2 separate regions of the Sus scrofa genome follow, and region 1 is linked to region 2. The links are chromatin contacts, called in public Hi-C maps. All regions are on one chromosome and are shown on one strand. The core of a region is the stretch at or near the end of the contact, and the rest is flanking DNA. Distances in the headings are between cores, read along the strand shown. Region 1 overlaps ENPP3 (ectonucleotide pyrophosphatase/phosphodiesterase family member 3). Region 2 has its middle 44 kb from the start of CTGF.

What was found. Hi-C and Micro-C count contacts between places; a contact is called where the count stands out from the background.
Region 1: a Hi-C map of liver shows a contact between it and region 2, with 7 times the contacts expected there. The contact joins two enhancer-like sites. A contact is called at or near these places in 3 of 5 promoter capture datasets (fetal liver, fetal skeletal muscle and liver), 33 of 47 Hi-C or Micro-C datasets (adipocytes, adipose tissue, alveolar macrophages and 18 more) and 2 of 2 datasets of contacts at active chromatin or transcription factors (alveolar macrophages and skeletal muscle).

Annotation. Positions count from the first base shown.
Region 1 is chr1:31,891,829-31,899,120 of Sscrofa11.1, forward strand. It overlaps ENPP3 (ectonucleotide pyrophosphatase/phosphodiesterase family member 3), which reads right to left. Exons shown (of 24, transcript XM_021087960.1): 11 at 6,798-6,906; 12 at 4,829-4,957; 13 at 4,417-4,448; 14 at 1,390-1,517. Among named protein-coding and RNA genes, the nearest start is that of ENPP3, 37 kb to the right of the region's middle. Within about 2 kb of position 2,668, at least 3 of the 83 cell types and tissues checked have an H3K27ac peak or open chromatin away from gene starts, as enhancers often do. A contact at or near this core is called in fetal liver and liver, where this site is marked.
Region 2 is chr1:31,714,406-31,721,453 of Sscrofa11.1, forward strand. No RefSeq gene overlaps it. Among named protein-coding and RNA genes, the nearest start is that of CTGF, 44 kb to the left of the region's middle. Within about 2 kb of position 1,541, at least 3 of the 83 cell types and tissues checked have an H3K27ac peak or open chromatin away from gene starts, as enhancers often do. A contact at or near this core is called in fetal liver and liver, where this site is marked.

The sequences.
Region 1 (7,292 bases), core at 1,418-3,917, 180 kb after region 2:
AACACAACTTCCTCTATTCCATCTCCTCTTCCTCTGTTAAACATATCTTTCATAAAGATGTTTATAAAAAAAGAAAAGTTGTTCCCATCGTGGCTCAGCGGTAACAAACCCAACTAGTATCCATGAGGATGCAGGTTTGATCGTGGGTTAAGGATCCCGTGTTGCGAAGGGTTGTGGTGTAGATCCCAGACACCGCTCAGATCCCGAGTTGCTGTGGCTGTGGTGTAGGCCGGCAGCTGGTGCTCCTATTCGACCTCTAGCCTGGAAATTCCATATGCCACAGGTGCAGCCCTAAAATAAAAGATGTTTATGTTTCGTATCAAAAGCATTTTCCTCTGCATCCCCCTGGCATTTTGTAACATACAAACAAATAAAAAAAGGCCAGAAAATGTAATATTATCCTGATTCCATTTATATTCACTTATGCCTATGCAAAAATAACTGGAATACAATGCAAAAATAGGGAACATGAGTTAAACTATCAGAGAGTGTGTGTTTATTTACTGGCTTATTATCAGGCTTCTCCATTTGACCAGGAGGGCAGGAATCATTTCTGTATCCCAAATGCCTAGAACAGGGTTTGGGATACACATAACAAGCATCAGTAAAATTCTGTTGACTCAATTAATCGATTATTTTGGGGTGGAGTGATTCAGAATGGCTTTTATTTTCTCTAAAGAGACATATTTTGCAAATGCTCTATAGTCAATATGAATCACAATTATGACTAGAAAAAAAGAAAGGTTACAGCTAATTGATTAGGTTGGCCTTTTAGCCATAAGCATGCTCTTTTGTAAAAACCACAAAGATGACAAAGACCTGAAAGAGCCATTTAATCAATTACTCACTACAAGCCTGTAAGACAACTGGTACATCTTTATATCTTGTTTGCCACCTGAAGGAGACCACAGCGGAAGTTAAGAATGTACTGATACGGATCATCTCTGGAAAAGTCAATGAACAGTCAGCCTTCTTCTTCATTCTCATCTATATTGTGAAGGCTAGAATGCTAAGACCAGCCAACCAATAACTGTCCTTTCAAACACGGAAGCGCTAGATAGCATATAAAAGATCAAGAAATTGTCATGCTCAGGAAAACCCATGTGATCATAATAGCAGGTAAGGTTAAACAAATTTATAATGAAAGATGACTGTTAAAAGTACCACGAGACCCTAGTACATACAGCAAGACAACAAGGTCCTACTGTATAGCACAGGGAACTCTATTGAATATTCGGTGATAAACTGTAATGGAAAAGAGTATGAAAAATAATATATATATGCATAACTGAATCACTCTGCTGTACAGCAGAAGTTAACATATTGTAAATCAAATATACCTATAAAATTTTTTTAAATATTATGAGATAAATTAATAGGGACACAAACCTCACAGCCTGCCACTGTCGATCCACCAAAAGATGAGCTTTATCAATTCTGACATTTTTGGCATAGTGTAGTCGTTTTGGCAAATCAGGGGTCAGATAGGGTTTGAAATGCTGATCAGGTTTTCGGCACTGAAAAAGAAAGTATTTCCTCATGACACCTTTAAAAGATGCAAAATAATTCATAACTTCATCTCCTAAGTCAATTTATTAAACACTTTTTAAAAGTAAGAGAGTTGATTCACAGAGCAAAAACAGACTTGTGGTTGCTTAGGGGAGAGCAGGTGGAGAGGGAAGGATTGGGAGTTTGGGATGAGCAGATATTAGTATATAATAATAGTTTTATTATATACAGGATGGGTAAACAACAAGATCTTACTGTATAGCACAGGGAAATATACCAATATTCTGTGATAAGCCATAATGGAAAAGAATATTAAAAAGAATGTATATATATATACCTGTATGTACATATATCTGTATGTATAACTGAATCAATTTGCTATGCAGAAGAAATTAACACAACATTGTTAAATCAACTACACTTCAATAAAAATTTTTTTAAAGTAAGAGGATTTAAGCCTGGCAAATAAAATAGGAATATTAAACCTGTTTTCAGTGTAGTCACATTCCCTAAGTATATTGTTTTTAACTGTTGCAACATATTTAAGTTGCAATTTAAAATATGATGTAAACTATATGTTTGATGTTTGAAAGTTTTTCTTCCTGTGTATATATCTTAAATGACCATAAATACCCCTCCTTTTTTGACAGAGAATGGATAGAAGTCTAGATTTAGAGTGGCAATTACAACTTTGGAGTCTAAATTATACCTTAAAACTATGTAAAACATTCATAGATATGGGTAAATTTTTTAAAACTAGTTTAATTGCTCCAAAACATTCCTTCACATTTAACTCAATTACCCTGCATTTGCTTATTTTTCAAATCAGGTCAATAGTTTTTGAAATCTAGTACAGTCCTTCTACTTCTGAAAATTCTTTCTACATAAGAAAAAGAAGAGTCACTATGAAATAGACAAAAAACAATTTAAAAAGAAATACAGAGTAGGAGAGTGAAGAGTTATAGAATAAAAAAGGGAAGAGAAAAGAATTTATTGCACAAATATCTCCCCTATTTTTTCTTGCCTACTTTTCTATCTCTTCCAGGATTCTGGAAGAGAATGCTTTATCATTTATCATTACTTCTTTCTTAAGCTGCTATTTTGTAACTTCCAGGCAAGCACATGATGGCATCTGTTGCAAAAGCAACTTCCTCAAAGGTTCAAGGGATCAGAATGTGCCCTGAAGGACCACCGATCAATGGATGAATCACCCTTTGCCAGCTGGGTGTACAGCCAGATAAAATCCAGAGAAAACTGAGGATGCACTGCTAAGCTCTGAAGAATAATAAGGTTATTCTTTGCATTTGAGAATTTGAGACGAAGACCCTAGAGTTAAGATGAAACTTTGGTCATTTGATCTAAGAACAAAGCTGAAGCTGTTACCTGTCATGAAGCTTGCCAGTTCATGTTTGCTTATGATTGTCCAATATCAGCTCAATATAGGCCCACAGAACAGCATTCCTGGAAATACTGCACAACCACACCATTTTCCTGGGAAGAATGGACTACTTCGTAAAATGACAGTCCATTTCTTTGAGACTCTACAGCTCCAGGCCTGGTGCATGTCTGTGAGGTCATGTCATGACCATTTCCAAAGCCTGCATGTCCAATCCCTTTTGCACCACTGGGATTATTAGACGTTTGCCCTTTCTCATCTCACTAACAGGACTTCAGCTATGAGGATCGATAGGTGATGGAAAAAAGGGAAAACAATGTGTGGATTCTGAGTCCATTTGCTGATAATTTTCCACTACTGCTCCAGCTGCAAGAACACACTGCATGTACACCCCACACCAGCAGGAGGTAAGAATGCCCACCATGCTTAATCAAGACCAGAATATCAGATGTAAGAGAAAAAAAGGAAGGATTAATACTAAAGAATTTCTGCCCCAACAGTGCTTCCTACTTCAAATTTGCAGGGGGTCCCAAGTTACAGCAACCATTCTTTCCCCAATGTTTCCTAATCTTCAATCACTCACATTTCATTCTGAGTTTTTACTATAATTGCATATCACTTAGACAGAAATAAATCCAGCCCCATCCCAAGCATTGGCAAACTCATGAATCCATATAATCGTTTTACACTTGCAAATATACTTTAAGCATAGAACTATTAAAACCACCACACGAGGCTATTTCAGGTCTTTCCAGGAGTAGTGAACCCCACCTTGAAAAAATCCTGATTTCTCTAAGCTATTTCTTTTTTTGTCTTTTTAGGGCCGTACCAGCGGCATATGGAGGTTCCCAGGCTAGGGGTCCAATCAGAGCTACAGCTGCCAGCCTATACCACAGCCACAGCAATGCCAGATCCAAGCCACATCTATCACCTACACCACAGCTCACGGCAATGCCGGATCCATAACCCACTGAGTGAGGCCAGGGATTGAACCTGCAACCTCATGGTTCCTAGTCGGATTCGTTTCTGCTGGGCCACAAGGGGAACACCAGCTATCTGGTTTTTTGATCTGCTTGTTCACTTACAACCTGAGATGCAAGAGCCAATCAAAAGCAGTTACAATTACATTTAGGGTAAGGAATTTATTTTTCTGACTGGTACAAACGATCTATAATATCTGTGCTTCACTATTTTCTGATATTAAATAACAAAAAGTGTGAAAACCAATGACATCTGAAGCTCACTAGCCCAGCTCCTTTAAATGAAAGATTAGCCCATTCAATTTAGGAGTCAGCATCCCTGTTTTTCAAATGAATTTCCTATCATGGTGTCAACTCCAAAATAAGAACAACTAAAATGAAAGCAACTAACAGGAATATAAACTGTCAATGGCGAATTTAAGAAATAAATTGCAAATGGCTTAGATGGAAGTTAGAGAACACAAATTTCTTGAAACCCAGATTAAGGACATTACATTAACTTAAACATGTATGTTAAGAGACTGTACTTACACTGAGGTTCCTAACAATTTCTTCAGAATCAACTGTTTCGAAAGAAAAATAAATGTCACATTACAATTGATACTTGATAAATGCAAAAAAATGCAAAAGTTCACATGAAAATGAAAGAGACATTTATTAATGATTATGATCTGGTAAAATGAAATAAATTTTTTTTAAGAAAGACTTATTTTAGCACTTAAGAATGAAGTGGAATATATTTTAACCCAACAGTATTAGATACTACCACAGACTCTATCAATAGACTGTACTTAAATAGGGGAGTTTCTCGTTTGCTTCTGTATGGTCTTTCCAAGAAGTCAGAATAGTGGGGCTGGTAATCCCTTCATCCTCAGAATCAGAGGGCTATGGTTATTCACTTTTAGTTTTACCTTTATTTTTCCATTTCCATCTTCATACTTACAGGTAAAAAAGTCCTGAGGTATATTGCGAGCCCTGATGCGGGGGGCAGGTCCTTCATACATGTAGAAGTTTATTTGGGAAAAATAATCAGTCATATATTCCTGTTTTTCACAATAAGTCTGATCCATTCCTGAATTAAAAAAAAATTATCCACTGAATGTATAAGATAGTAACAATTGGTTGTCTTTTGATCGGGTCAAATAGGAGTCATATTACATTATGGATCTCAAACCAAGTTTCCCTGAGAACCTCTAGGAGTTACCCAATTACTTTACTCCAAGTGGCAGGCCTTAAAAACCCTGGCAGTGGAAGAGAAGGATCATGCTTATAAGAGAAGAATAGACAGGAATTATAAACAAATCATCTAGTCAATGTTGATCGATTAAAGTAATTTCAAAGAAGAAAGTTCTGTCAGAAGCTAAATAAATCTTTTTTTTTTTCTTTCTTTCTTTTTTTTTTTTTGTCTTTTTGCCTTTTTCTAGGGCCGCTCCCATGACATATGGAGGTTCCCAGGCTAGGGGTCAAATCGGAGCCATAGCTGCTGGCCTATGCCAAGGCCACAGCAACGCAGGATCCGAACCGCGTCTGCAACTTATACCACAGCTCATGGCAATGCCAGATCCTTAACCCACTGAGCAAGGCCAGGGATCGAACCCACAATCTCATGGTTCCTAGTCGGATTCGTTAACCACTGTGCCACAACGAGAACTCCGCTAAATAAATCTTTATAAATAAGGCAACATGCTATATTTTAAAATTTTTAAATAAAACTGTAACATGCATTTTTATAAAACAATATATTTAGAGAATATTTACTTTTCACATATGTATTATGTAAATTTACATACATAGTATATGTTCTAAAAAAGTTTTGGTAGTTAAATTTTTTAATTTGAAGATTCTTCAGACTCCATCCAAATTTATATTTTTATTAATTTTATTATTTGTATATTTTATCATTTATTTTCACAAAAGAAAATTAAAATATTTCCTTTAATTTTAAACAATAGGCCAAAGTATTAGAGCAACATTTTAGAAACTTATAAAATAAATTACTGTTTCCCATTATCTTGACATTCTAAGATGTAAAGAAAAGTTCTGCAGTCGTGCTCCTTTTCCTCTTCTTGCTCCACCTCGACTACTCCGTCTAGAAAAGGTCTATTTCTGTTTTATGCACTTCCTAACACACCATATTGAGGAAAGTACCCAGCATTGACTTAGCACTTAAACAACTTCTTTTTTTGTCTTTTCAGGGCCGCGCTCACAGCATATGGAGGTTCCCAGGCTGGGGGTCTAATCGGTGCTGTAGCTGCCAGCCTATACCACAACCACAGCAATGCCGGATCTGAGCCGCATCTGTGACCTACACCACAGCTCATGGCAACGCCGGATCCTTAACCCACTGAGGCCAGGGATCGATCCTGCAACCTCGATGTTCCTAGTCGGATTCATTTCCACCGTGCCTTGATGGGAACTCCTAAACAACATTTTTTGAATGAGTGAGTACTTTTAAAAAAAGATGAGGTTGCAGAGAGTGTGATAGCTGTCTCACTTCCTTTAACACTCAGCTTAAATGAAATGGAGGAACAATAAATAAATACACAGGAAATGGTAAAACTAACCAATTTTGTAAACTGTAGCCAACCTATACAAATGAGTCATTCACTGAAAAGAAGACACTTTTTATGATTAACAGCCCAACCACATCTGTGAGTACTATTAACTCCATTTTTACAGAAAATGAAGTCTATGGATAGATTTTTCGGGATGAATGTTAGGATAATTAAACTGGAAGTATAAATCTTAGTCCTCTGTTCATCCCAGCCTATGACAAAACTCATTCTTTGCTCATTCAAGAGCTGCTAGGTCTAGAAATACAGACTTTAAAACATCACAATTATTTTTGTATGTTCCCCGAAGTGATAAGATATAATCAATGATAAAATACAATTAAAAAAAACGAAGCATACCATGGTCAGCCAAAAGGATTATATTGACACAATTGTCTAAGTTTCTCTGTTTTAGGCCTTCCATCAACAATCCAAAAGTGTTATCCACTAACTGTAAGGCTCGAATTACCTAAGGGGGAAAAAAAATGGAGTTAAGATTGTCTGTATAACTTAGGATTTAATTAACCAAGTTAAAAATTAAATACATTTCCTTCTCTGAAATCATTGGGTTTTGAAATAAGATATCAGAGAATTAAGAAATCATTGGATTTTGAAATAGGATATCAGCAAGTTAAGAACCCGACTAATATCCTGAGGATGCAGGTTTGATCCCTGGCCTCATTCAGTGGGTTAAGGATCTGGCGTTTTGCTGTGAGCTGTGATGTAGGTCACAGATGCAGCTCAGATCGGGCATTGCCGTGGCTGTGGTGTAGGCCAGCAGTGGCTCTGATTCAACCACTAGCCTGGGAACTTCCATACGCCGCAGGTGTGACCATTAAAAGATTTAGTGAATAA
Region 2 (7,048 bases), core at 291-2,790:
TCAGAATAGAAAGAGCCAACAATCTATCACAGTGGTTAAATAGGGACATAATGGAAAATATTTTGGGAGAAAAGCCAGTGAAACAGAGAAACAACACAGTAAGATAGACATGTGAAATCTCCTGAGTGTGTGCTAAATTGGGGAAATAAGTCAATCAAAAGTATCCAACATAGGAATTTTTTAACCTAAGATGAAGTGTATGTTTGTCTGAGACACAATCTGCAAAGAAGACCCCATGATATCACCGAAAGTCTACGACAACCTCAATCCACATTCCACCCCCCATCCCTGACCTACGCTTGGGCTTCAGAAAAGTGGGTAGGACACAAAACAATCTTCCCTGACACAGTAGTTTAGAGAAAAACACAAACAACTCTCAGACACAATTGGAAGATGATCACTTTATCTCAGAATAAACTAGAATGAGCCATATAAAAGAAATGGCATTAAGCACAGCAAATTACTGCAGGATAAAAAAAAGGAGGAAGGATTAGCACAACGTTATAAATCATCTATATTTCAGTAGAGTTTTTTTGTTTTAAAAAAAGAAGGAAGTATGGAAGGAAAGGAGGGAGGGAGAGAGAAAAGGATGGAGCGAGGGAGGGAAGAGGGGGAGGGAAGGAAGGAAAAAGGAAGGGCTCATTTCATCTGTCTCATCTAGAAGAAAACACATGGGTCAAAAAGTGAGAAGAGGAGTTCCCGTCATGGCTCAGCGGTTAACGAATCCGACCAGGAACCATTAGTTGCGGGTTCAATCCCTGGCCTCGCTCAGTGGGTTAAGGATCCGGCATTTCCCTGAGCTGTGGTGTAGGCTGCAGACGCAGCTCGGATTCCGTGTTGCTGTGGCTGTGGTGTAGGCCGGCAGCTACAGCTCTGATTTGACCCCTAGCCTGGGAACTTCCATATGCCACGGGTGCAGCCCTAAAAAGACCAAAAAAAAAAAAAAAAATGAGAAGAAATGCTTCACATTATAGTACAAGTTAATAGAAAACATAGACCCTCAAAATAAAAATAAACTCAAGGAAGATATAATAGAAGAAGATTTAAAAGAGAGGGTGGTCAGCTCAAATAAATAATAATATAGAAATAATAAATTACAAATTACATAGACAAAAATAAATGTTGCTGAAAAATGGAATCAGGGCCACGTGGGGATACTCAAAATAATCATAGTGATTGAAAATACAAAAGAAAAAGTCAATGCAATAATCAAGAAACTAAAAAACTAGATGGGATGTTGACAGTGGGAAGCTGCATCAGATGCTTGTTATTTTCCTCCTTACATTTTACAAGATACTTTTTAAATTTCCAAAATAAAACCAAAGTCTGTCAATTAGGAAATGACTGTTATTTTGGGAGAGGTTTTAGGATGTAGGTTTGGGGCGGTGATCTGAAACCAATTTTTTGGAATTTCAAAAAGAGAGAGGCTGGTGAAGAGATCAAGTCAGGAAATAAAACCCAATCACTTATTTGTCCTGTCCCACAGTGAGAGAAAACTTTGAGGGAGCTGGAGGGGACAGACACAGCAGAGTAAATACTACAGGAAAATAGGACAGGTGCATAGTCAAAGCAGAGACGTGGAAACCGTGCCAAGGTAGGGATTACACATGCATGTGGGAGAAAGGTTAATTGTTAAGAAAATAAAGCCCTGGAGGAAGTGAGGAGTTAGGTCTGGGGTGGGAAAAAAATCACACTTCCTCCATGAGTGACTAGAATGAAGTTGGGCCAGGTGTGAACACAGAGAAAGGAAAGAAGGATGAAGATAAAGGACACATGTTTTGTGCAGTTTGCAGAGGTCAGAACTGGTCCTTTGGAACTGGGTTCATGTCACCATGGTGAGTAGCAATGTAATGATGGAATGGTACTTAACAGACGAGTAATCTATACCTAGTCAGTATCCTTAGGTATCAGACACTTTCTGCTGTTTGGACACTTATTACCACTGATATTGATATGAGTAAAGACACTTCAAATATTTTATGAATTTTAAAAATATTTTTTGCCTAAATGAATTTTATTGGATTTTTTTTCCAGATTATAACATTCATGTATTATAGAGGCTCGAGAAAGTCAAGATCACCCCCAAACCCCACCACTCAGATAGTCACTGTTAACATTTTAGGGCGTTAACTTCTAGAGGGAAAAATGAGAGGGAAGACAGAGGAAGGAACGAGAACAAAAGGAAGAGAAAATGGGGAAAGCGGGGAAAAGGGATTTTATTTTTCCTTTCACCACAATGGATGTTACCATATGCTATTTTAGAAGATGTTCTTTTCAATTCCTATGGTGTAAAGTTTCCCACTTTTGTAAACTTAGCTAAGCATCACGTTTTAAGAGTGTATTCTAGTATATATACTATATACCATGACTGTTTCTCTAATAAAAGTGAATCTTTTAGATTGAGCATCACTTTTTATCTTCTGACAATTGGACAATAACTTCTTCAGAATTATTTTGAAGCACAAAAATTTGGTCAAACTGAAGTCTTAAGTCAGAGTTTATGGACAATTTTTAAACTTTTGGAACACAATTATCAAACTGCCATCCGAGACATCAAAGCATCTTGGGTGTGTTGCCATCTTCAAGGTGTGACTGCTTGTTCACTTTGAAACACTGGAGATCTGACTCTTTTAAACCTTTTCCCGTGTGGTAAGGACAGAAATATGTTATATGTATATCTAATTTAATTAATGAGCTACAACATTTTTATGTATTGGTCTTTGCTCTTTTCATTTCTTTCCCATGAATGTCTTAACCCAGACTTTTGCCCATTTTTCAAATGAGGGTTAATGTACTCTGGTTTTGTTATTAAGTGCTTTTTCATTGATGATATTTCATACTATTAATACATTTATTTTGAGAACTGTTTCAGAGTTCAATTTCAGATGGAGTAGAATTGATGAACTTGAACATTTCCAATGTGTTTATTAAGAAGGCAACATGACATATTGTTTAAACATAGGAACTTTGCCAGGACCTTGGTTCCAATCCCTGCCAGGATGGAACCAGCCATGGTTGGGATGAGTGTTTTCCCCTTACAGGCTTGTTGAGAACATAATTGTAAATCATTGAAAACAATGTCTGGAACAAAATAATCACCCAGTAATGAATGAGTAGTTATTATAATTGTCATTATTGGACTTAGTATCAGAATACTTTGTTATCATAATAACAAATAATAATATTCATCTAGTTTCAGAGTAGTTTTTTATCCTAATAATAAATAATAATATCATTGGTTATTTGAAAATTTAAGTTTGATCATTTGTCCACCTTCTATCAGAGATAAATGGGATGATTTCATCCACATCTAACACTTTTTAGTTCACTGGTTAAATCTTAGCCAATGCTAAATTCCACTGCCCCAAATTTCAAAGACAGGAGGAAGAGACGTGAAAGGAAACTTCTCCTCTTTGGTAAAGGGAAGTTGCCTGAAATCTGTTTGTTCCAGATGCTCCAGTGTGGTTGCTACTACCAACTTACATCCTTCCAGATGGATTTGCTTTCCCCCAAACAGGATGTTACCTGGAATTGATGGACACGAGAACTAAGGCTTGTTCCTGTTACCCAGTTAGATGTTAGGACCCCTCCTGGGGCCCCAGCTGAATCGAAGTCCCTGTGGCTCCTTCAGGGGTTCTTTCCTGCTCAGGTTTGTGCCGCCGATAATAAAATTGAGTTTGGTGCCAGTAAAACAGACTTTAATTCACTGGCCAGAGAATCGAGAAGGGGGACTTCAGTGCCAAAAACGCTTTCTCCCTGAGGGGAGAGGAGTAAAGGAATGTTAAGGGTTGGGAGGCAGACAGGTCAGCAGGGCTTTAGGAAAAGGGTGGAGATTCCAGGGGGCAGCCGGAGCATGCACGGTCTTCCGCACTCCTTTACACAAGGCACAAATTGTGTCAACGGAATACAAGTCCTCTCCTGGACAGAGATCTTAGCATGGTAATGAGGAAAATGTAACTCTTGGACTCCTCTCAGTTTCATCTGCACAGGCGTGGTCCTGTGTGCAAATAAGAGCCAGTTTGGGGTGGTGGAGCACTGTATATAGCCCGCAAAGAATATATCTCTCCAAGTGCAGCTGCAAAACATCTCTACGCAACACCAGGTAAATTTGAAACAAATACATGGATAAATCGGGACAAGTGTCTGTCAGCTCTCAAGGGTTGGTATGGAAACAGATAAATCAAGGCAAGGAAAATGGTGACCTTTTGCCTACTTTGTCCACCATCTCTGATCTAGTTGAGTCAGTCTGGTTTTGCCCCAGGTCTTTGCGGTATCCTAGTGATAAAACAGAGCTAGCCTGTATGGTTAAAATAAAAATACTCCCATGCATCTTCACCTTTGCCGGTTTATGTTTACAGCAGCGGCTTGTTACTAGAGAAACACAATGTGCTTTGTAGAGAGGTTTTCATTTGACATGTCAAAACTCTGAAAAGTTCATTCTCCCATCTTCAGTTCACCAGGCATCAATCATACTTTCCACAAGATGTAGTCAGTGAAACAGCTAGGAATGGCCCTTGAAAAGCATTCTTGATCTTCTATTTATTATTTTTTTTTAAAAAATCTGCCTTGTGCCCTAGGAAGATGTCTATAAATAAACTCCTTTTTAAAAACACCCCATTGAAAAATTCCATCTGGCACGTAAAAACTAAGGATGCAAAGAGTAATTAATTTCAGGGTGATTGTCCTTCAGCTGCATTTCTATAACTTGTGATTCCTTGGCCATCCTGAATGGACACTTTGCTAGGATCATCTCATTAGCTTTTATTTATTTGGGCATTTTTTTTTTAAATTGAGCAACTACTATGTGTCAGGCACTAATCTAACAATTTAATAAACATGCTAAATGCCAAATGAGAGTTACACCCACTGGGGCAAAAAAATCTCACAGTATTGAGTTGTATTCCTGGTGAAATGGCACATTCAACGTAAATCTCATCGGTTACAGTTTTCCGGAATAAACTCTAAGGAAACAGTCTTAGCAAATTTTGCTCAAAGGACACAGTCTTAGCACCACAGGCTGGGAAAAGTACAGATAATGCAGCATCATGGGACTTCTCATTTTCCTTATAAAGTTTGTGGTAATGTGTTCTCTTTAGGAGGCATCCTACCAGGTCCCTCCCACAAAGCCCCAAGGGGGAGTGAACAATCCTCTTATACCTATAACCACAGCACCTTGAAATTATTTTATTTCTTTTTATGGTTGCAGCCTGCTTTTAGCAAGCCATATATTTGGATCTAGCATGGCTGGAGGTGGGGGGTGGGGAAGACAGGAGCTGGGGACAATCTCTCAGTAGGTCATAATCCCACCTTACGACATTGTGCACAGCTGATGGAACACAGACAGGTGGTTGCAACTGCATAATAAGGTCAAGCCTTGAGGACACGTGCTGTCTGTAATCTCCAAAGTCTAGGAGGGTATGATCACATGACCAATCTCTTAGGCATATAGAGAAGAGGACTCAAAAGAACATGTGCCTTGGGCTAGTGCTTGAAATAAAAGATATTGATAAGTAAATAGGCACTCCATCTGTTCCATTCCCCAATTTATGCCTAAGACCTAATTCCTTGTCACAGAGAAAGCACAGCTTTGAAATTTATTGTCAATCTTTTTTTTTTTTTTTTCGTCTTTTCAGGGCTGCATGCATGGCATATGGAGGTTCCCAGGCTAGAGGTCAAATCAGAGCTGCAGGTACAAGCCTACACCACAGTCACAGCAACATGAGATCTGAGCCATGTCTGCAAACCACACTATGGCTCATGGCAACGCAGGATCCTTAACCCACTGAGTGAGGCCAGGGATTGAACCTGCATCCTCATGGATACTAGTCAGATTTGTTTCAGCTGAATCACGACAGGAACTCCTGTCAATCTCGATCTAATTGAATCCAATCTAGTTGCAGTGTGCTATTGAGTTACATAGCAGTGTTATTTTAAAAACAGGTAAGTAGGCAGATAAAAGCCCCACAAGTTTACAGCCTGTTTCTGCTTGGACTTTAATTAAAGTGAGTAATTTTTCAAAGCAGTGAATTTATGTCAAGGTGTAGAATGATAGAGAATTCAGAACTGCAGGTTTTATCTGAGATTTTTTTAAACTGAGAAAATTTGAGCAATGAGATCTATTCATTGGACGGAGAAAATTTGGTTTTCATTTATTTAAAATCATTTCAAGTTTGCATTAGCTTATAAACTTTCAGTTCTGAGATGTCTGTTTTACTTCCTTTATTTAAACCCAGCACAATGCCATCTAAGTGGAGGCATAAAAAATTTTCAATAGTGAAAAATATCCAGATATCAAGGGACAAAATTATCAAGAAATGTACAAATCCCATTTCCTGAATATTTATTGTTTTGTATGTCTATTCTGTGAAAGTAAAGTTGATTCTGATTCTGAGTTCTGAATTTCTGATATATAAGAAATTGGATGTGGGTTTTAACAGTACTGGTAGATAGGAGTTTGCAGTTAACATGTACACACTACTATATAAACTAGATAACCAATAAGGATCATCTATTGTATAGCACAGGGAACTATACTCGATATTTTGTAATAACCTATAAGGGTAAAGAATCTGGAAAAGTTACATATAAGTGCGTAATTGAATCACTGTGTTGTACACCTGAAACTTACACAATGTATATCAACTATATGCTTAGTAAAATTTTGTTGCTATTTTTTGCTTTTTAGGGCTGCACCCACGGCATATGGAGGTTCCCAGGCTAGGGGTCGAATTGGAGCTGCAGCCACTGGCCTACACCACAGCCACAGCAACAGAGGATCTGACCTGCTTCTGCAACCTACACCACAGCTCACAGCTACACGAGATCCTTAACCCACTGAGTGAGGCCAGAAATCAAACTCACAACCTCATGGTTTCTAGTTGGATCTGTTTCTGCTGTGCCACGACAGGAATGCCCAAATTATTTCTTTAATTTTAGAAAATTAAAAAAAAATTTAAAGCACTTCTGGATATTTTTATTAAAATCCTCAAATTGTTCCCTGAATTGAGGGTTTGGGAGCAAATATGAAGGTAAATTTATCCTTTTTTTT